4 separate regions of the Mus musculus genome follow, and all the other regions are linked to region 4. The links are chromatin contacts, called in public ChIA-PET and promoter capture Hi-C maps. All regions are on one chromosome and are shown on one strand. The core of a region is the stretch at or near the end of the contact, and the rest is flanking DNA. Distances in the headings are between cores, read along the strand shown. Region 1 overlaps Gfod2 (glucose-fructose oxidoreductase domain containing 2). Region 2 holds the start of 4933405L10Rik (RIKEN cDNA 4933405L10 gene). Region 3 holds the start of Carmil2 (capping protein regulator and myosin 1 linker 2). Region 4 holds the start of Dpep2 (dipeptidase 2).

The links. Promoter capture Hi-C pulls out the DNA fragments that hold promoters and counts their contacts. ChIA-PET counts read pairs in DNA pulled down with a chosen protein or histone mark. Capture Hi-C pulls out chosen DNA fragments and counts their contacts.
Region 1: a promoter capture Hi-C map of pre-B cells shows a contact between it and region 4. The contact joins the enhancer-like site here to the promoter of Dpep2 in region 4. A contact is called at or near these places in 10 of 39 promoter capture datasets (the C10 cell line, the HPC-7 cell line, HPC-7-derived erythroid cells and 6 more), 2 of 484 Hi-C or Micro-C datasets (the G1E-ER4 cell line and nephron progenitors), 1 of 115 datasets of contacts at active chromatin or transcription factors (pancreatic cancer cells) and 2 of 9 other capture datasets (adipose tissue and liver).
Region 2: a promoter capture Hi-C map of liver shows a contact between it and region 4. The contact joins the promoter of 4933405L10Rik here to the promoter of Dpep2 in region 4. A contact is called at or near these places in 26 of 39 promoter capture datasets (the 3T3-L1 cell line, 3T3-L1-derived adipocytes, the C10 cell line and 17 more), 6 of 15 datasets of contacts at CTCF or cohesin (the NIH/3T3 cell line, embryonic stem cells, large pre-B cells and 2 more), 18 of 484 Hi-C or Micro-C datasets (B cells, the Ba/F3 cell line, CD4 T cells and 10 more), 19 of 115 datasets of contacts at active chromatin or transcription factors (the 230-238 cell line, bone marrow-derived macrophages, craniofacial prominence and 14 more) and 5 of 9 other capture datasets (adipose tissue, embryonic stem cells, liver and 2 more).
Region 3: a contact with region 4 is called in an RNA polymerase II ChIA-PET map of memory CD8 T cells, with 103 read pairs. The contact joins the promoter of Carmil2 here to the promoter of Dpep2 in region 4. A contact is called at or near these places in 7 of 39 promoter capture datasets (the 3T3-L1 cell line, the C10 cell line, the HPC-7 cell line and 4 more), 1 of 115 datasets of contacts at active chromatin or transcription factors (memory CD8 T cells) and 4 of 9 other capture datasets (adipose tissue, embryonic stem cells, liver and 1 more).

What each region holds. Positions count from the first base shown.
Region 1 is chr8:105,724,365-105,729,305 of GRCm38.p6, reverse strand. It overlaps Gfod2 (glucose-fructose oxidoreductase domain containing 2), which reads left to right. Exons shown (of 3, transcript NM_027469.5): 2 at 975-1,318. The coding sequence starts at 1,060. Among named protein-coding and RNA genes, the nearest start is that of 4933405L10Rik, 19 kb to the right of the region's middle. Within about 2 kb of position 1,740, at least 69 of the 459 cell types and tissues checked have an H3K27ac peak or open chromatin away from gene starts, as enhancers often do. A contact at or near this core is called in the HPC-7 cell line, adipose tissue and pre-B cells, where this site is marked.
Region 2 is chr8:105,706,393-105,711,521 of GRCm38.p6, reverse strand. 4933405L10Rik (RIKEN cDNA 4933405L10 gene) reads right to left here and starts at 3,233. Exons shown (of 4, transcript NM_027655.2): 1 at 3,007-3,233; 2 at 2,509-2,726; 3 at 1,938-2,122; 4 at 1,277-1,861. The coding sequence starts at 3,090. The coding sequence ends at 1,425. It overlaps Enkd1 (enkurin domain containing 1), which reads left to right and starts at 3,314. Exons shown (of 8, transcript NM_198299.2): 1 at 3,314-3,365; 2 at 3,599-3,698; 3 at 3,779-3,973; 4 at 4,784-4,956. The coding sequence starts at 3,614.
Region 3 is chr8:105,683,841-105,688,540 of GRCm38.p6, reverse strand. It overlaps Carmil2 (capping protein regulator and myosin 1 linker 2), which reads right to left and starts at 2,267. Exons shown (of 39, transcript NM_001357333.1): 1 at 2,228-2,267; 2 at 1,890-1,981; 3 at 1,745-1,795; 4 at 1,110-1,172; 5 at 864-988; 6 at 666-757; 7 at 401-471; 8 at 210-283; 9 at 1-76. The coding sequence starts at 2,267. It overlaps Gm33578 (a long non-coding RNA gene), which reads left to right and starts at 2,321. Exons shown (of 2, transcript XR_387987.3): 1 at 2,321-2,380.
Region 4 is chr8:105,988,050-105,993,188 of GRCm38.p6, reverse strand. Dpep2 (dipeptidase 2) reads left to right here and starts at 1,416. Exons shown (of 11, transcript NM_001301204.1): 1 at 1,416-1,541; 2 at 2,279-2,593; 3 at 3,171-3,297; 4 at 3,591-3,720; 5 at 3,806-3,947; 6 at 4,168-4,237; 7 at 4,334-4,510; 8 at 5,021-5,105. The coding sequence starts at 2,325. It overlaps LOC115485637 (a small nucleolar RNA gene), which reads left to right and starts at 4,558; the gene lies at 4,558-4,688.

The DNA.
Region 1 (4,941 bases), core at 491-2,990, 260 kb after region 4:
TTATCTAACAGATCACTTTTATTAGCTACCCCGGTTTTCAGTCTTTGTGTTTGTTTTGTTTTGTTTTGTTTTGTTTTGTTTTGTTTGAGACAGGGTTTTTACATAGCCCTGGCTGTCCTGGAACTCAGTCCGTACACCAGGCTGGACTTGACCTCACAGAGATCCACTTGCCTCTGCCTCCTGAGTGCTATTACAGATGTCATCACCATGCTTGGCTTCATTTTTCTATTTTTTTTTAAAGATTTATTTATTTTTTATTTATATGACTACACTGTAGCTGTCTTCAGACACCCACTAGAAGACGGCAACAGATCCCATTACAGATGGTTGTGAGCCACCATGTGGTTGCTGGGAGTTGAACTCAGGACCTCTGGAAGATCAGTCAGTGCTTTTAACCACTGAGCTATCTCTCCAGCCCCCTCTGTTTTGGTTTTTTTTTTAATATTTTTTCAGCTTTTTTTTTTTGAGACAGACTCTTGCTCATCGACCAGGCTGGCCTTACGCATACAATACTCCTTCTTTGGACTTCCAAGTGCTCCAGGGTGAACATCTGTTTGCAAAAAAAGGAAAAGAGAACCATTTCTTTTTGTGTTTTTGATTTGGAGTCTCAAACCCTATATACTCAGGTATACACACAAACACACACACACACACACACACACACACACACACAATGCTTTTTAGAAGGAAGTCTAAAGATCTTTATTTTGTAGTTGAAGCCTTGAAGGCTAAATCACTTGACCAGGGTTAGGTAGAATAAGGACTTGACCCTACTTTTCATAGTTTACTTGTTTTCTCTGTGTCCAGTAGGTGACGGTGGTATCCAGTGTGCCAGGAACAAGATTCTTCAGCTTTTTATTTTGGAAAAATACTTTGTGTTTCGGGGACAGAGAGCTTGTTGCTTCCAAATTGCCTTAGAATCTAGGCTCCTCTGAGTGTAATCTCTGCCGCTGACCAGTTCATTTCTGTTTTAGGAGCCATGTTTGATCAGGATGACGGGACGGTCAGCTGCATCCCGGGGACCCTTGTAAGGACATGAGTGCTTGAGCAGAGGCCAGGATGAAGCTGCTCCCAGGAGTCGGTGTGTTCGGGACTGGCAGCTCAGCCCGGGTCCTGGTCCCGCTGCTGAGGGCAGAGGGCTTCACCGTGGAGGCCCTGTGGGGGAAGACTGAGGAAGAGGCAAAGCAGCTGGCCGAGGAGATGAACATCACCTTCTACACCAGCCGCACAGACGACGTCTTGCTGCATCAAGACGTAGACCTGGTCTGCATCAACATCCCACCTCCGCTCACCCGGCAGATATCCGTGAAGGCTCTAGGTATGCATCTTCAGGCTACAGCGGCAGACTGTGTTTCCTCCTCTGGGCAGTCCTCCACAGTGCCCGGCCCTCTCCTAGGCCTGGCCATTCCTTCTTTGTCTGCACCTGCGGGTAGTGGTGCTCTGGGATATCGCTGGGGCAGAGGTGGGGAAGGACATGCTGGAGATTCTAAAAGCTCTAACCCTCTCTGCTCCCTATTCACCACTAACCCTCGGGGCAGAAGCTCAGCCCATCAAGGAGCTAGAGACGGCTGCCCTCCTTCACTGTCCAGCCTGCTGTGGGGAGGTCAGCACTTCCCCGGACCCCCGGACCCTCAGATGTGATGGATGTGTTTGTTCTGTCCCGCTGTAGCAAGCAGCACCACAGGAAGGAGAGGAGGTTGTCTAGAAGGCTCCCGCTTCCTGTGCTTTGTCAGCCCTTGGCTGTAATGAGCACCACCCTTCCTGGCAAACTGCAATCTGGTATTGCCAGACAGCAGGAAGGTGCTCTGTCAGGCCTGGCTTTCCTGACACACACCACAGAATAGCCTGCTCACATGTCCACTCTCCTGGGAACCTGACTGGGTGTGACCTGGTGAGCTGTTCTTCAGGTTCCTAGTGAGTTCCTCTTGCCTGTGAACTATAGGCAGGTTCTTCTTTTCATCATATAGATCTTGAAATAAGAGTTTACTATGTAGCTCCGGCTATCCCCCAACTCACACTCCTGCCTCACCCTTCTGAGTGCTGGGATTATGTGTGTGCCACTGATCCTGGTGTCTCGTCTCATCTCGTCTCTTCTCTTCTCTTCTCTTCTCTTCTCTTCTCTTCTCTTCTCTTCTTCTGTTACAGGATCTGTCTCTCTTGCTATTTTTCTTTGTGTTACTGTTGTTCTTAATTAAGGATCTAAGCGCTGTAACTGCAGTCCTTTTAGAATTGGAGGAAGACAAGACAGTCACTTAGGCGGTAGCTGTTGGAACAGTCTAACTTCAGCTCAGCTCCTTTAGACCTGGAGCACAAGAGAAATTTTCACAGTTCCCTGAAGCTTCCATCTACCTCAGCATGTCTCGTGGGCTGGAATATAATGTGGTGAGCCTATGACAGACACGGGGTTTGGTGAAGACAGCAGTGTGAGGCACACAGCGCTGACACAGACTTGCAGGTATGTGACATGTGACACAGGTCCAGGTTTTCACCATTCCTCCTTCCCATGTCTGTTAGAACCGTAGCCTCTAGCCTTTGAGACTTGAAGTAAAAGAACAGTGAGGCTTGCTGGTGCCCCGTGCAGTGTCCAGTCCAGCACCCGCTGTGTGTTCTCACAGAACTTGTGTGGTGTGGTACACCCCACCCCACACACCATATCCCACACTCCACCCTGCCCTGCAAGGTTCCCTGCACAGCACCACCAAAGAAGCAATGTCACCTGGGATAGAAGTAATTTCTCAAGCACCTCAGATTTCCTGCCTCTCTGGGGTGGGTGCCATTCTCTCTGGGCAAACTTCCTGGGTGGTTTGCTGCAAACTGTGGATGAAGGGTCACAGACCCAACTGTCTTTGTTGTCAATGAAAGAAACTGAAGGGCTGGGGTATAGTTCAGTTGGTAGAGTGTTTGCCTGCATTTATGAAAACCAGGATTCAGTCTCAAGAACTACGAAAGACTTAACCCACTCGGATGGTGGTATATGTTGTAGGAACTTTAAATCCTGGCCCAGGGTTTCTACCCTGCCTTTGGTTTATTAAGTTCCTGGATTAAAAAAAAAACACACACAGCCTTTATATTTACAATAAGCTTTAATCAGCATAAGAGCTGGGCAGCTGCCTAGCCTCTGTGATATTAGAATCTACTTTCCTATCGATACCCCAGAGTTCTTACTTACTACTTAATATGTTTCATCTGAGCTGCTCTTAACTCTAGTTGGCCAGCCCTCAGGGCCATGTTTTTATGGTTCAGCAAACCCATGGCGGTTGCTCCTTCCTTCTATCATTCTCCTCCTCCTCCTCCTCCCCCTCCCCCACCCCCAAGTTTAGGAAACTAAACCCCACCTATGTCTCTTCTGCCCAGCTATTGGCTGTTGGCATCTTTACTCACCAATCAGAAATAATTTGGGGCAGGGTCACAGGGGCTACGAGCCGACTCTAAGGGGCTGCACTTAGCATTAAAATAAACAGTAAAAGACAAAACCTCAACACTTAGTCCTAGCTTTTAGGCAGTAGGGCAGGAATCATTTTTGGCTCCGTTACGAGTTCAAGGACAGCCTAGAACATGTGAAAATTTGTGTTTAGGAAAGAAAAGGAAAAAGAAAAGAGAAGAGAAGCCGGGCGGTGGTGGCGCATGCCTTTAATCCCAGCACTTGGGAGGCAGAGGCAGGCAGATTTCTGAGTTCAAGGCCAGCCTGGTCTACAGAGTGAGTTCCAGGATAGCCAGGGCTACACAGAGAAACCCTGTCTCGAAAAAACCAGAGAGAGAGAGAGAGAGAGAGAGAGAGAGAGAGAGAGAGAGCGCAATGAGATGGCTTGGTGGGTAAAGGTGCTTGCTGCCAAAGCTAAGAGCTGAGTTTGATGGCTTGAACTCACATGGTGGAATTCAACTGACTCCTCAAAGTTTTCCTTTGAATCTGAGGCCCCTTAGAGCATAGAGGTATAACTCAGGGGTAGATAGAGTTAGTGTGCATGAGGCTTTGAGGTCCGTCCCCAGTGCCCCAAACAAAAGACAGAAATGGAGCTGAGGCCCAGGAATTTAAGATACAATAACTTCATAACTTAGGTCTTGGGATGTAGGCAAAATTGCTTTTCCTTTTTGTTAGAGTATTTTCTTGATCTTATGTTTGTAGTATGCGTTTGTACATATTCTGTGTAGGAATGTATGTAACTTTCATGATACATATGAAGGCTAGAGGTTGATATTGGGTAATTTTATTTCTAATTTTGTGTAGAGGGGTACATGTGAGTGCAGGCAGGTGCCCAAGGAGCCCCACATAACCCACAATGAGCTGCCCAGTGTGGATGCTGGGACTCGAACTTGGGTCTTCTACAAGAACGGTAGGCATCCTTAAACACTGAATCAGCTCTCCAGCCCTATCGACTTTTTTTTTTTTTTTGAGACACTGAACCTAGAATTGACCGTTTCAGTTGGATTGGCCAGCCAGTAAACCCGAGGGCTCTGTCTGTCTGCCTCTGTTTCCCCGGCCCTAAGCATTGAGGTTATTTGTACACGCCACCACGCCCGGTTTTTACACGGTTTCCAAATCCAGTAAGTCCTCAAGCACGCCCGCAGGCCCCAGCGAGCCCGCTCCCCAGTATGAGTTATAAGAGGGTAAGAAGGTAATTGTTCTTCTAGGTCTAGGTCTGCCAGGGATGCTTCATGACTGGTGATGGACAAGTGCGTAAGATACATTCCATAGTGAAACTGTAGCACCCAGCCTGAAGTTCAGAATGGCTACATTAATTTTATAGAAATTCACTGAGCTATAGATACAGACTAGCTCTGGTTAACTTTGATGTGCTTGTTTTATTTAAAAGATTTTTTTGTTGTTAAATAATAAAGGTTATAAAATTAATTAAAATTAAATATGCATGTCTATATATATTTTATACACACACATTAAGTTTACTGATTCTTTTCTCATGGGCTATTATGATAATAAAAGAT
Region 2 (5,129 bases), core at 1,984-4,483, 280 kb after region 4:
CAGTCTTGTCTCCACAGATCAGTCACTCAGCTCTTTCCAGAGAGCTATCTCTGGGGTGAGGCAGCCATCCTCCAGGGAAGGCCTCATAGCTCCAAAAAGTGCATTCGTTTACCACCGCTCATCACCCGGGACCACCTGTGGGCAAAGTGCAGTCTGGCTGCTCTATGACAATGAGTAGAGAACTGTATTTAGAAAGTATTTTATGTACGTGAGTGTTTGGCCTGGTGCAGGCAGGGGCTGAAAGGGTGTTAGATTTCAGGAGGTTTCAGGAGTTAGACAGGAATGAGGCATTGCAAATTGAATCTGGGAAATCCTTTGAAAGAGCAGCAAGTGTTCTTAGTTTTTTGTTTTGTTTTGTTTTTGTTGTTGTTATTTTGAGAAAGAGGGTTTCTCTGTGTAGTTTTGGCTATCCTGGTACTTGCTCTGTAGACCAGGCCGGCCACAAACTCACAGAGATCCACCTGTCTCTGTCTCCTGAGTGCTGGGTTTAAAGGTGCCACCACTGCCCAGCTTAGCAAATATCCCTAACCAAAGCCGTCTCTCCAGCCCTCTGCAAAGTCAGGCCCAAGTCTGGCTCACCTGCTACAGGTGTGCAAGACCACACCTGGTTAGTAGGAAACCTTCAGACAGAAGAAAGCTGAGCCACACCGAAGACTGTCGGGTCCAGGCCAGACGCTGGGACAAAGCAGAATGCAGGCAAACTGCCTGGAAGAGGGTTAGACCAGCTGAGGTACCTGGGCAGGACACTCTCCACTTTCCTGTTTCGCTACCTTCAGACTATACAGTGTGCTCCAGGTTCCCATCTTTGTCAGCTGTCACTCATGCTAGGATGAGCTTTGGTGATGCAAACTGTCTTTGTGTGATTTCTGCCCCCCACCAAGTCACCCCATTAAGTCGGGCGTGGTGGCACAGGCCTTTAATCCCAGCACTTGGGAGGCAGAGGCAGGCAGATTTCTGAGTTTGAGGCCAGCCTGGTCTACAGAGTGAGTTCCAGGACAGCCAGGGCTATACAGAGAAACCATGTCTCAAAAAAAAAAAAAAAAAGTCACCCCATTAAAACCCATTGTTTCACGGAGTCAGACTTTGGTGGTCTGTGTACTTTGGTCTGCCTTGGACTCCCAATCTGGGGTGAGTAGACATGTTCTCTGACACAAATCTGGTAGTACTCAGGAATCCGTCATTCAAGGTCCCCACTGATCCACACGACCAGCCATCCTCCTCCCTGCTCCCCAACCTCTTTCCCAATGCAGGCATCATATTTGAAGAATCACATTCTAAAAGGGGGGAAATGTTTATTTTCAGTGAGCGCAAATTCTCAAGTGTAGACAAAGACTAAAATTCCTTCCTCCACCTGATGGCTTAGGCCGATGGACTTAGAGCCATGGTTTAGGCCTAGACCAGGGGTATTCTCAGTGGCTAGATGGTCACTTGTACTGAGGGGATAGAGGGGGCACAAGAGGGGCAGCACAGACACTCAACATCTTGTCGATATCCACTTGCGTCGTCTTATCCACCTCAGCCTTGAGGCTGCCACTCACCCTCAGACTAGACAGACCCCCAGGCTCCTCTCCAACCTCCTCTACCAGAGGAGGAAGATTATGGGTCAGTGGCACTAACGGATTAGGGCAGGGTAAAGCAAGGCCTAAGCCCAGCTCACCTGCCACGGGCAGCAAGGTCTGCAGCTGCAGCTGTTCCACGCCCGGCTCCTCGGGAACCAGTGCTAACTCGGCCTCAGGCTCTACCTCGGGCTCCCTGTCCCCGTCCTCCTCCTGATTCAGCTCTGGGTTGCAGTAGTTGATGTATTGGTACAGTGGCCGCAGGCGCTGGGCTTTTCCTGCAAGAACCCAAGGCAGAGCAAAGGCTAGAACACCAGGCTGTGCCATGTCAGCCTCAGAAGACAAAGAAAACAAGAGAAGAGCCCAGGGACTGCCACTCACGCTCCAACCCCAAGGTCTCGGCGGCGGGTGCGGATGCGCTGGCCACAGCGGGCGGCACAGGAGCCCCGCCACTCTTGCGTTTCTTGGCTTTTTTGTGCTGTTTCGAGGACAGTGAGGATTCACTGTGGCTGCCTTCTGGCTCCTCCTTCTTCTGCAGCACCCCCGGTGGCAGCTCAACTTCTGACCTAGGATGGACATGGTGCTTGGCCCTGGGAGGGCTGGGGAACCCAAACCTGGGACAAGAGGCCTGAAAGAGGCAGGCTTCAGTCTTTGGTTCCTATATCTTGAGCCTAGGGCTTACCCCTGCCTGTCCACTAGAGCTAGTTAGCTGTCCATTTCTTAGACAGTGAAGCTCCAAGCCCAGTAGAGGCTCAGCATTTATGGTAGCTCAGTCTCCTTGCAAGATCTAGAAGTCCCAAATCCATACCAACCCCCCAGCCCCCAAGTTCTAGAGTTGGGAGTGAGGGGTATTGGTCAAAGACAAGAATCTCTGCCTTGAAGGAATGGGGATTTAGGAATCTCCGGGCATAAGACCCACCTTCCCAGCCCTTCCCTCCGAAAGCCCTCTCACTTTCTCTTGGGCCCATGAGCTGGTCTCACGATGGATGACGTAGGCTTGGGTCCTCTCTCCTCTCCTGCTTCCACCCCTGCATTGAGCCCTTCCTCTCCCACCTTTATTCCTTCCTCCTGGAGCTCTGGCTCTAAGCTGTGCCCCACGGGACACTTGTCTTCGCCTGGGCTCCTGCAGGTCTCATGTGCCGGCACCAGACACTCTTCTGTTCCTGGACACTAGAAGATACACATAGGTCATTGGGAGCCGATGGCCAGGCAAAGTATTGTGGGGATCAGTTATTCAAAGCCCAAAGCTGCTGCAATTGGAGTACATCTCCCTTGGTTGGGGGGGTGGTGGTGTCTCCTAACTACATATTGGCCACAAAATATGAAGGTAACCAGCTTAGGCCTCTCTACTTGTAGGGCTTGGCCTGGCAGTTAGAGGGTTGGGTTACCTAGAGTCCCACCTCTCCTGCCCTACCCCTCCATCTCCCGAGCTTTGAAATGCCCAAGTCACCTCAAGGCTCTCTGCAACCTGGGCTAACCCTACTGCTGCCCCATTCTGGGTTTCTGGCTGCCTCTTGGCCCCTTCTGAGGCCATAGGCTATGAGGAATCAGTGCATCCCTCGACAGTTGATCAGAGAAAACCTCAGGCCCAGAGCGGGGCTGGACTGGTACTCAGTGCTGGTAGGGGAGACAGGTTGAGAGGTAAGGCTCCTGTTGAGACCCGAGACTTAGAATCACTCCTCATCTGGAACTACAAACCCCAGAAGGCTGTTCGCCTTAGTCATTTGACCCCTGACCTCAGGAAGCCATTTGTTGCCAAGCAACAGCAACTCCTACCGGCTTGCAACAGTTGGCGGTAAAACTGCTCCAGTGAGAGCCCTCGCTGGGGCTTGGCGGGGGAGGGGCGGCGAACCCCTCTGGGCAGTGGGCTAGTCGCGGGGCGGTGGTACAGTCTGCGCCTAGAGACGGGCGGTCGTCGAGGGGTGGGGCTCGGTGATGGGGGCTACCGCGGGGATGCAGGGCTCGGGTGGAGGGTGGAAGCACCCGACAGGGATTAGAGGGGAAAGTTGCGCAGCGCAACAGGCCCTGGTGCACTGTTGCAGGGCTGCGGTAGGATCATGTGCGAGGGCCCGTCCCGCATCTCTGGACCCATCCCCCCAGACCCCACTCTCTGCCCGGACTACTACCGGCGGCCGGCCTCGGGTGAGTTGCGGGGTGCCTCGGCGGGGCGAGTACCCCGCCCCACCCCTGAGCACGGCTTTCCACCGCGTCTTGCTCCTCAGCCCAAGGACGCCTGGAAGGAAACGCGTTGAAGCTGGACCTGCTGACTTCAGGTCGGGACCTGGACTCCAGTCCTCCTCGTGGCCCTCGCATCAGGCCTGAAGCCCGAGAGATCCTAGAGCGTGGCCAGCGAGGCGTGGGGGACGTGCTGCTGCAACTGGGGTGCATCTCCCTCGGTTCGGGGGTCTCTCCTAAGAGTAAGTCCTTGCAGACGGGGTATTGAGGCATTCTTAGGTCAAAAGCAGAGATTAAAATAGGGTGCTTCTTAATTGCCTTGAGCCCATGCAGTTAATGTTCTTTTCTGGGTCTTAGTTTCTCTAGCATAAAAGAAGGGCAAAATACAATACCTCCTGGCAGGATCAGAGTCTATCCTTCTGCAGAAAGCCCTCGCTTCAAGCTTTCACACCTTGATGGAGCATTGTTTACTTAGTGCCTACTTTGTGCCAAACCCTGTAGCTGTTAGGAAAACGGGGTTAAAAAGTATGGGAGTCGTCCCAGGGTAGGGTAGTATCCAAGGGAGGCTTCCCCTTCTCTGAGGAGAAGAGAAAGGGGTAATGGGGGGGGGGGGATTTGGCACAGGCAGGACTGGGAGTAGAGGGGCTACAATTGGGATGTGTGAATTTAAAAAAAATTGGCGGGGGGAGTATGGGAGTCACAGTTGGAGGCAATGAACAAGACAGGCCATGTGTATAATATACACGGTGATTAATGGTATGCTAAATCATAAAATGTAGAAGATAACCAGGAGGGTGACTGTGGAAGGGAATAAGCTGATAACTGTGCTGTGGGTATGATGTCTAACTTCCATGAAGAGGCCTTGGTTGTATTTAAAAATGTGTGTGTATGTGTGTGTGAACCCAGGGCCTCTCTTCTACCAGACATCTCCCAGATTGTCTGAGAGGTCTTTCTGCCAAGGGTAGGGTGTGAATCTATATTCGATCTAGTCCGAGGTGCATGGCCATTTGGTAGGGCTGTCCCTAGCAATATTCCTCCCTGCACCCTTCCAGGGAAGAATCCAAAGGACCATGAGAAGGAAAACTTGAGGCGGATCAAAGAGATTCAGAGGCGCTTCCAAGACCAGGAACGCAGCCGGGAACAGGGTCAGCCTAAGCCACTGAAGGCACTGTGGCGCTCACCCAAGTATGACAATGTGGAGTCTCGAGTCAAGGCCAGGATGAAGGTATCTGTCCCAGGGAGGCAGACCTATCCATCTTGGCCAAGGCAATTATATCTGATCTAACTTACAGAGCATGTGTGTGCGTGCGTTCATGAGTGCGTGCGTTGGGGGAGATGGTGATCACAAAAGACTAAGACATCTGGGTGGACTTTCTCTGGGGAGCTGATGGCATCAGG
Region 3 (4,700 bases), core at 1,018-3,517, 310 kb after region 4:
CAGCTTCATGTCCTCGCAGGAGAGGCGCCGGAACCACAGGTTATAAGATAAGGCAGCTACACTCAAAGCCAGGTCTCTATCGCGGGGAAGAGAAAATGCAGTGCTCAGGGCCTTCCAAACACAGGGCTCAGTCAGCATCCCCCCTCTACAGACAGACTAGGAATTTGGGTGCTGGAGTTCTCGCCTCCCAATCCTGGCTGGCCTCATACCGGCTGCCAAAGTGGCTGAAATCTCCAAGGCAGAAGTGGCGGCAGCCCTGGCGATGGTAGATAGTGTCCACATCCTAGATGTAAAGAAAAAAAGTCACAGCTAGCCTGGGGCCACAAAGGGTAGAGGGGCTTAGCACACACAAGGGGCGTCAAACATCCCCAGAACTCCCCCAAAAGGGCCCTACCCTCACCCACTGAATCTCCTCTCGGAATGGGAAGCCATTGTAATCGCACAGAGCTTCGTATGTTTCCAAGAAGCCACCTAGAGAGGTGTCGGGGGAGTGATAGGGAAACAGACAGGCACTAAGTCAGAGACAGGGGAAGGTCAGCCCCATAGTAGATGGCGGCAGTGATAAAAGTGGCCCTGTTCACTTTGGGGAGCCCCCCCAATACCAAGAGACTAGGATTGCATGGAGGCAAACTGGAAGGTTTATGCGGCTCTGACTTGGCCCTCACCGCACGGACTGCTGGGTATGGTGGACTCTAAGGGATGGCTTCTCTCCAGTCGAGCCAGCAGAGACGAGGGTGTGGGCTTCCGGAATAGCTTCCTAGGCAGGGGATAAGGAGAAGAGGCAAAAGGGACTTCTAGCTCCTTGAAGGATGAAAAGCTTTCACTGAGGCCCTGCCCCACCCCTTGGATTTTCTAAGCCTCACCCAAGGGTTGAGCGAGGGAAGACCTTTTTGATGGCAGCAGCTACATGCTGAGCCAGCTGTTCGAGGGCAGCCACACAGGGAAACTCCAGGACCAGTTCAGGCAGGGACTCCAGCTCAAAGGTGACCTGGGGAAGGAGGAGCCTTTTGGATCCCTGTGTGGTGGAAGCGCTGTCCATTCAGAGTGATATGTGTAGGAATAAATGATCAAGCGGAGTGTATGTTCAAGTTGGGGTCCAGCTTTCTTACCCGAGGGGGTGTTTCCTGTAGTGCCATGGCCTGGACCTCCAGGTAGCTGAATGTACAGTCCACCTGGAAAGCATCAGAGTCATTCCAACTGACTGTTGCTACTCTCTTGAGCCTAGTTCGTTCTTTCTTTCTTTCTTTCTTTCTTTCTTTCTTTCTTTCTTTCTTTCTTTCTTTCTCTTTCCTGAGACAGGGTTTCTCTGTGTAGACCTGGCTGTCCTGGAGCTCACTCTGTAGACCAGGCCTGCCTGCCTCTGTCTCCCTAGTGCCAGGACTAAAGGCGTGCACCACCACCTCCTAGCTTGTTCTTAAAATTTAAAAATTGTACTATTGGGTGTTTGCTGGCATGTTTGTCTCTGTACCACTCTTGTGTGCCTGGTTCCCAAAGATGCCAGAAGACGGTGGTGGGTGCCTTCGAACTAGAGTTCCAACCACTTGTGAGCCCACCTGGTGGTGGGAGAATTGAACCCAGGTCCTCTCTCCACAGCCCATGATTTTGTGGCATCCTGAGCTAGACCTGCCCAGACTTCCCTCCTGTCTGCTGTTGGAAAGTAAAAGCCAGCATGGGCAAAGAAGACAGCTGCGCAAGGCAGTCCCTTGCTGAAGGGGAAGGGGTGTTGGCCCGGCCTGGGACTCACCCTCAGGGGAAGGCAGGTGTGCAGCAAATATGCCCTCCATCGAAGCAGTGCCTGGGGGGAGACAAAAGACTAATACTCTAGGGAAATCAAGTTTCTTTGTGCAGGGTCTGGCCACTGTCCTGAGCTTCACTCCTGGCTACCATACCAGGATATGGCTTTGCTCGGCACCCTCCTGGGGAAGCCAGGTTTTCAACAGCAGCTCCGCCTCCTTGGGCCACAGGAACCTGGTGATCTCGCCTGTGGAAAGACAGTCTACTGGGTGACTTTGGCTCCTCTATTAGGGCCACTCTGTGCCCAAGGTCTGTGCTAGACTGAGTGCCCAGGTATTCATGTGTGGATCAGCTAGGAAGAAATGAAGCGGACTTTTAGGCACTGGCCCTCCCTCCAGAACAAAAACCCCTGGTCAAGTTCCCTAAGGCGCCGAGAGGAGAGGTCTGGTTTGGAGTCAGGCTCTTCATGGCCAGGTGGGCTCCCAGGGCTTACCTCGCAGTTCACAGGATATGTCGTCTGGGGTCTGTGCCATAGGGCCGGGACGGCCCAATGAGCTCTGGCGGGAAAAAGCAGCCGGCAGGAGCGTACACAGGAAGCCAGGGGCCCAGGCAGCAGTGCAGCCACCTGCTCCTCCTGCAGCGGAAGGTACGCGCTTCTTCCTGCCAGGCCGCCCCCGGCCCGGCCCCTCCCCGCCCCGGCTTCGTTGGCTGAGTTCGCCCCGGGTGGGAGGTTGTGGGAGGATGGTCGAATCTTGACTGTTGCTGTCGCTCAGGGACTTTTCCTTCCGCGTACTCGGGTACTCATGGGTGTGGTGTGTAGGGGAGAGGGTCTTGCCTTTTCACCCCTTGCCTGGTGCCCTACTTCCACCCTGCCCCGTAGTCCCGGGCGCAAACACCAGGGGACGCCACCCTCCAGGGGATGCCAAAGGCCTAACTAACTTGATCTATCCCAAGACACAGGTTGGGTAGGTTGGAGTAACTCAAAGGAAGCCAGAGCAGTTGTGTCTCTGTGCAGTAAAAATTACCCACCACCCAAGGTTCTGCCCTGCTCAGATACGAATTTAAGAGTCTGGCAACCTATTTGTAATCCCAGCACTGTAAAAACAGGCAGGAAGAAAAGAGGCTGGGCTGCACCCTTTTTTTTTTTTTTTTCTCCCCGAGACAGGGTTTCTCTGCGTAGCCTGGGCTGTCCTGGAGCTCACTTTGTATAGACCAGGCTGGCCTCGAACTCAGAAATCCACCTGCCTCTGCCTCCCAAGTGCTGAGATTAAAGGCGTGCGCCACCACCACCCGGCCTGGGCTGCACTTTTTAGAGGTGTGCCAGACTTTTTGACTGGACCATGGTTGGTGCCTGCTTTTAATTGGGAGGTCCAGGCAGGAGGACTCTTGAGTTTGAGGTCATTCTGGTCTATAGTCCTTGTCTCAAAAACCAGATTAGCCATAATCCTTTGTAACAGGTTCCTCTCATTTAGATGCGGGCTCTTTGGGAACATCTGTAGCTAATTTATGACCTGAATCTCACTGAAGGCTGGTGCTGGTATTTGTGTTCTCAGGTTGTCTGCATTGAAGTTCAGGGAGGATTCACTTGAGCCTAGAGCTGGGATGAGTATACTAGCCAGAAGCATGCTACCCTACAAAAGGGGCTGATTCAGATCTTACCCACACACCCCCACCCCACAGACTTCATTAAATCCCACTTCTAACTGCCCTACCCACAGTTCAGCAAAAGAGAAAGACAAAGTCTTGGAGAGCAGAAGCAACTATGTATTATAATCTCTTAGGCTTCTGTCCCATCTCTACCTTTCCCAGACAGAGGATGACTTGGGAGTGTCCTCTAAGCGGGACCCTCTCCACCAAGTCCCAGTCACTCTGGTTCATGTTAAGCCCAGGACTTTCTGGCTAACCTGGACAACACAGAGAGACCCCGTGTCTTCAAAATAAAATGGCTAATGGCAGTAGTATTTATCTACATGAAACCGGAGTTCAATTTCTTGTGCTGTGAAGCGACAGCCCTTTAACATGTTTGCCGACTTGCCAACTTCCACCGAAACATAGAAGGTGGAAAGTAGATATAAAGGAGAAACAACTTGGAGGAAGGCAGTGACACTTAGGCAAGTATATGGTATGACATATAAAGGCCGACAGGGACGGCCTCGCTGGAGCTGATACAAAAGAGCTGCAGAACCAGAAGGCCCCTATGCCTCTTAGCCCGAGCCTGAAATTTAACTCTAAGGCCATCTGAAGTCACAAATGACTTATAGGGTGACAAAATTTACTCTCGTGCACGTTATTGTGAAGAATGTGGGTTTTGAAAGCAAAGTAAATGAGTTTTTCTTGACACCTAACCTCACTAGTCTTTTGGAAGCTTTTGACACTAATTATTCTCAGAACTTAATTTTGTGTGTGTGTGTATCTGTGTATGGGTGCCCACAGAGCCCGGAAGGGCATCAGGTCACCTATAGGTAGTTGTGACCTGTCTGCAGTGGGTGCTGGGAACCAAGTTCCAGTCTTCTGCAGGAGCAGCAAGTACTCATAAGCACTGAGTCATCTCTCCAGTCCCCTTTTTGTTGGCATAGTGTCTTGCCATCCCTGGCTGCCGGGTACTAAGTAGTCCATGCTGGGTTTAAACTTGTAGCGATCTTTTCTGCTTCACTTCCAAGTAGATGGAATGGTGGGAGCTACAGAGCCTTGGAACTGCTGCCTCCTCCTCCCCAGTGCTGGTATTGTAGTGGTGTGCTAGCATGCCCGGCTTCAATGTTTCCTTTGAGATGTGTGTCTTGTTTACCATGGCAACTCTGCGATGTCAAAAATAGAGAAAACCTACCCCACAGGGATTTTTTTCTGGTTAAAATGATTGACTGCCAAAGGGCTATAGCAATGCCCAAGTAGAAGCACCCTCAAGACCAAGGCCAGATTTACACTGAATTAGTTCTATGCCTTGGGTTAGTGGCCTGTGGAGGAGTGAC
Region 4 (5,139 bases), core at 167-2,666:
GTCATCACCTCTCTCTCTCCCTTCCTCTCTTCAAGATTTTATTCTATTTATGTGTATAGATATTTTGTCTGGGAATCAAACCCGGGTGCTCTGGAGGAGCAGCCAGTGTCTTCAGCACTAAGCTCTCTCTCTCTCTCTCTCCAAGCCGTATTCTTTATACCCTTCAACTTCCTGGGGCTTATTAAGAACAGAACAAGCGGGGTGCTCGGCCCGCACCTCACTCTCTTATTCCTTTGTCCTCTTACCTCTCCTCTCACTTTTCTCTTTCTCTTTCTCTTCTTTCCTCTCTTCTCTCTCTCTTTCTCTCTCTCTCTTTTCTTCCTTTCTACCTTCTCTCTTTCTCCTGCATTTCTATAATAAAGCTCTAAAACCAAAAAAAAAAAAAAAAAAAAAAAAAAAAAAAAAAAAAACAAAACAAGTGTGATATTTACCCTCAAACCCACAATGGTGACAGGGAGACCGGAAAACCTGAGAGTTTCTCTTCCCCTTTGTCAACTTGGCCCGCACGAAAGTGGCAGTGGGGGAGGGGAGGGAAAGGAGCCAGGTCTGAAGCCAGCAAAGAACACCTTGGTGTGAAGCACAGCCCCAAAGGAATACGCGGTCTAGAGTGGGCCTACCAATGAAACCTACTTACTAGCTATAGCAGGCAAGGACTTACTTACTAGCTATAGCAGGCAAGGACTTACTTACTAGCTATAGCAGGCAAGGACTTGGCTACTTTTAGCATAGCACTACTACAGGCAGCGCACACTAATGTACAGTCCCGAAAACACAAATACATCGTCCTGGGTAGTCCAAATTTTCTGCCTCCTTATCGAAGAGTTTGCTCATTTCCTTCTTAAATTCAAAATATATTTATTCATTTGAGACAGGGCTCGCTCTGTAACTCTATCTGGCCTACTCATTATGTAGACCAGGCTAGCCTTGAACTCACAGAGATACACTTGCTTATGTCTTTCAAGTTCTGGGACAAATGTTATCATGTCCAGACTCCATTTCCTTTTTGAAAGAGGGTTTCTTGACATCTCCAAGTCCCCATGCCTCCTGAGGAAGGTTGCAAAAACTGGATCCTCTCCAGTGGGGGCCAGGGGTCAGAACAGAAAAGGTTTTTTTAATGGAGTATAAGCATAGACCCTGAAACTGCCTTAAGGGATGGGACTTCTACAAAAACATACATGGCCAGTGTGTGTGTGTGTGTGTGTGTGTGTGTGTGTGTTTGTGTGTAGTATGGGGGGGGGGAAATGTGTACATGTATGGTATGTGTTTGTGTGTGTGTTATATGTGTGGTGTCTGTGTTATATGTGTGTGTGTGGTGTCTGTGTTCTGTGTGTGCATGCATGAAGCCAGGGCTGATCCTGGAGAAAGCAGAGAGGGTAAGGGCTCAGGCTGGAAACAGGGTGGGGCTTGTAAGGACAGGAACTAAGTCCTTGAGGTTTCTGGGAGAGCTCTGGCCTCAAGAGCCTCAGACACCAGGCGTGGAGCCGCTGGACACAAGTAGCAGGTCTGAGGGCTTATCCATCTGCCCTGGCTTCCACACTGAGGTAGGAGGTCAGCCTGCAGCCCCAGGAGGAAGGTGCTGGGATGGGGGGCTCTGCTGCCCTGGAAGGTATTCCATGTCCTTCCATCTCTCTAGCTGACAGACTTTTGTTCCTGTGCTACTAAGTATTTCCCTGAAGCACTCAGGTGCTTACTCTCTTCTTACCTCACATGATCAATAGGAGAGTCCTGGGTGGGCACAGCATCTGCTGAGGAGGGAGACCAGTCCTCACCTTGAATAGGGCTGGGGCATGCAGGTGTGTGTTCCTAATAGTTCCCAGTTGCTGGCTGGAGTCTTCAGAGGATGGTAGATAAGGTGGAGAGGTCAGTGTGTCTCGGTACTTGTGTCCCTTGAAGAAGTCAGGGAAGGCTGCAGGTAGTCAGGGACAAGATGTGGTCTGCAAAGAGCTAGAGGCCCTTTCACTGTGAAAGAAACACCACGGGTCTACTTTCTTGGAGAACAGTCCCTAGTCGCAGCTAGGAATCACCTGGGTTGGTCCCTTGGGAACAGTAAACAGGGGGGACATTGGACAAAAGAAACCTAGACAGAAGCAGGCCACGGAAGTGCACTTCAAGACGGGGATAGTAGGTCTGTAGCTCCCCCTGGCGGATGTCATGCACCTCTTTCCCGTACAGCGGCTGTTTGGAATCTGGTGACCTCAAACCTCTTCTCACCAGACCTGGTCTGTGCGTGGCTTAAATTGAGGCTCAGGATTATATCACTGCCTTCTGTCCTTCTCAGGCTTTCGCGACCCTCATCCGTGCCGGCTTGCTCCGCCCTGAGCAAGATGTCGCTCACGGGCCTCAAGGGTCATTGGGTGCTTGGCCATGGGCTTTCAGTGTTCCTGTTGGTGCTGCTGCTGTTAGGGCCTTCACAGCCTCTAATATGGACCCAGACAAAACCAGGCTTCTCTGGTGCTTCCACTACATCAAGCATCCCCAGAGCACTCACCAAGCCCGACATTTCCAGCATTCCAACCACTCCTGGCAACCCCAATTTCCCAGACCTGCGAGATCGCGCAAGAGCTCTGATGCAGGAGTTCCCGCTTATAGATGGGTGTGTAAGGATGGCTTGGGGGCGGCCAGAATGAAACGGGGTTGAACATACACCTGGGGTGCAGAGGGTTCGGAGCCTGCTGTACTAATAAAGGTCCTCTCCTACTACCCACCCCTAGATGCTGTCTCCTATCAGCAGTGGGTGACCTCTTTCTATCACTTCTCTAGTGAGGAGTCCCAGCCCAGCCCAGGTTTTGGGGGATCTCAGTATGGTCTAGGTAACGATGGTAAGGATGGGAGAAGCTGTCAGAAATACGTTCTGCTAGACTTGGAAACCAAAGGGGCACAGTGTGTGTGTGTGTCCAGATTATTACAGAGCTCATTAGAAGTAGCCTAGACTGGGCTGGTGAGATGGCTCAGTGGGTAAGAGCACCTGACTGCTCTTCCGAAGGTCTGAAGTTCAAATCCCAGCAACCACATGGTGGCTCACACCCATCCGTAATGAAAAAGTAGCCTAGACTAGACTGTCCTGAAACTTTAAATGATCCTCTTGCCTTAGCCTTCTGACTGCTAGGATCACAGGCAGAAGTACTCAGCCAATTTTGTTTGACCTAACCTCTTTTTTGACTCTTCTACAGCCACAATGACATGCCTCTTGTCCTGAGACAATTTTACCAGAATGGACTACAAGATGCTAACCTGAGAAACTTCACCCATGGCCAGACCAGCCTGGATAGGCTTAAAGATGGCTTGGTGGGAGCCCAGGTACACACACACACACACACACACACACACACACACACACACACACACACAGAGAGAGAGCTGCTGAGGAAGGTTGAAGAAATTGGTGCCCCAGAAATGACAATTTAGTCAGATGGGAACTCAGTTACCATAGTGACAAAGAAATTAAAAAAAAAAAAAAAAAAAAAGCCCTAATATAAGCCTGTGGCTAGATGGGTCAGATTCATTACATGTGGCCTTTAAACCCACAAGTCTGTCCATTGTAAGGCCAAGGTAGCTCTCCTATACAAACCAACCCCTGGCTTTGCCTCCAGTTCTGGTCTGCTTACGTACCATGCCAGACGCAGGACCGGGATGCCCTGCGTCTCACTCTGGAGCAGATAGACCTCATTCGCAGAATATGTGCCTCTTATTCTGAGCTGGAACTTGTGACCTCAGTTAAAGTTAAGTGGATTTATTCAGGGTATTGGGGGAATGGATGAAGCTACTGTATAGCTCCTGAAAATAATCACCTGACCTACGCCTACAGCTCTGAACAGCACCCAGAAATTGGCTTGCCTCATTGGTGTGGAAGGTGGCCATTCACTAGACAACAGCCTCGCTGTGCTTCGAAGTTTCTACCTGCTGGGGGTGCGCTACCTGACGCTCACACACACCTGCAACACACCCTGGTAAGCACAGAGACCTCCAAAGCGGGAATCTGCCCTTGTGGACAAAGACCAAGGTTTGCCCTCGTAGATTCCCGAGACTCGCACACAGGGCTTTGATAAGAGCCAGACTGGGATTCCTCCTTTTGCCAACCTGGGTCTGTGAACCAGCTCTGTGGGATTGCAGGGGTAGTGTTTGGAGGGGTGTGACCATCAGTTAGTTTGCCCCATGCTTGTCCTTCAGGGCAGAGACCTCATCCAAGGGTGTCCACGCATTCTACAGCAGTGTCACTGGACTGACCAGCTTTGGTGAGGTAAGAACTCCGCACAAACACACACCCCCTTTCCTGAAAGGTAAATGTGTGCATACGTGTAGCCCCGACACCCTCCTCCTTAACCTGTCCCTGCAGAAGGTGGTGGCAGAAATGAATCGCTTAGGTATGATGGTTGATCTGTCCCACGTCTCGGATGCTGCAGCCAGGCGGGCCTTGGAAGTATCCCAAGCCCCTGTGATTTTCTCCCACTCCGCTGCCAGGGCTGTGTGCCCAAATGCTCGGAATCTTCCTGATGACCTCCTGCAGCTTCTGGTGAGAGATTTCCTAGCCCTGGAACCTAACTTAAGACCTGAACCCCCATCTTCTCATTGAACCCCTTTCTGTCAACCAGTGATAGATTATGGATTCGCACGAGAAGAAGAGAATTCACAGAACTGGCACTTATCTTCTGTTTTTGCAGAAGTATATTTGGCTGTTGTGTGAGGCATTCTGAAGAAAAAAAAAAAAAAGAAAAAGAAAGACTTGAATCCCCGTCCCTTCATCCCCTTAACCCTCAGAGCGAGCATTCTCTGCCCCACAAAACCATAAACCATGGCCTCTCAATTCTTGAACCTGGGGTAGGGAGATTGTTGAAGATGAAATTCTTACATCTCTCCAATCCAGGGCAAGACGTTACCTAAATCAAGGTCAAGCTTCCCTCATTGACACAAAGCCAGGGAGGGAAAATCTCCTTCAGGCTCCAAAGCTTTCTCACAAGGGTTATAGGTAGGCACATAATTGTGCTGGGATCCAAGCTGAGTGTCCCTTTGACCATTCCTGCAGAAGAAGAACGGTGGCATCGTGATGGTGACCTTCTCCGTAGGAGTGTTACCGTGCAACCCTTTAGCCAATGTATCCACTGTGGCAGGTGAGGCCCCTTCCCTGAAACCTACCTCTCTCTA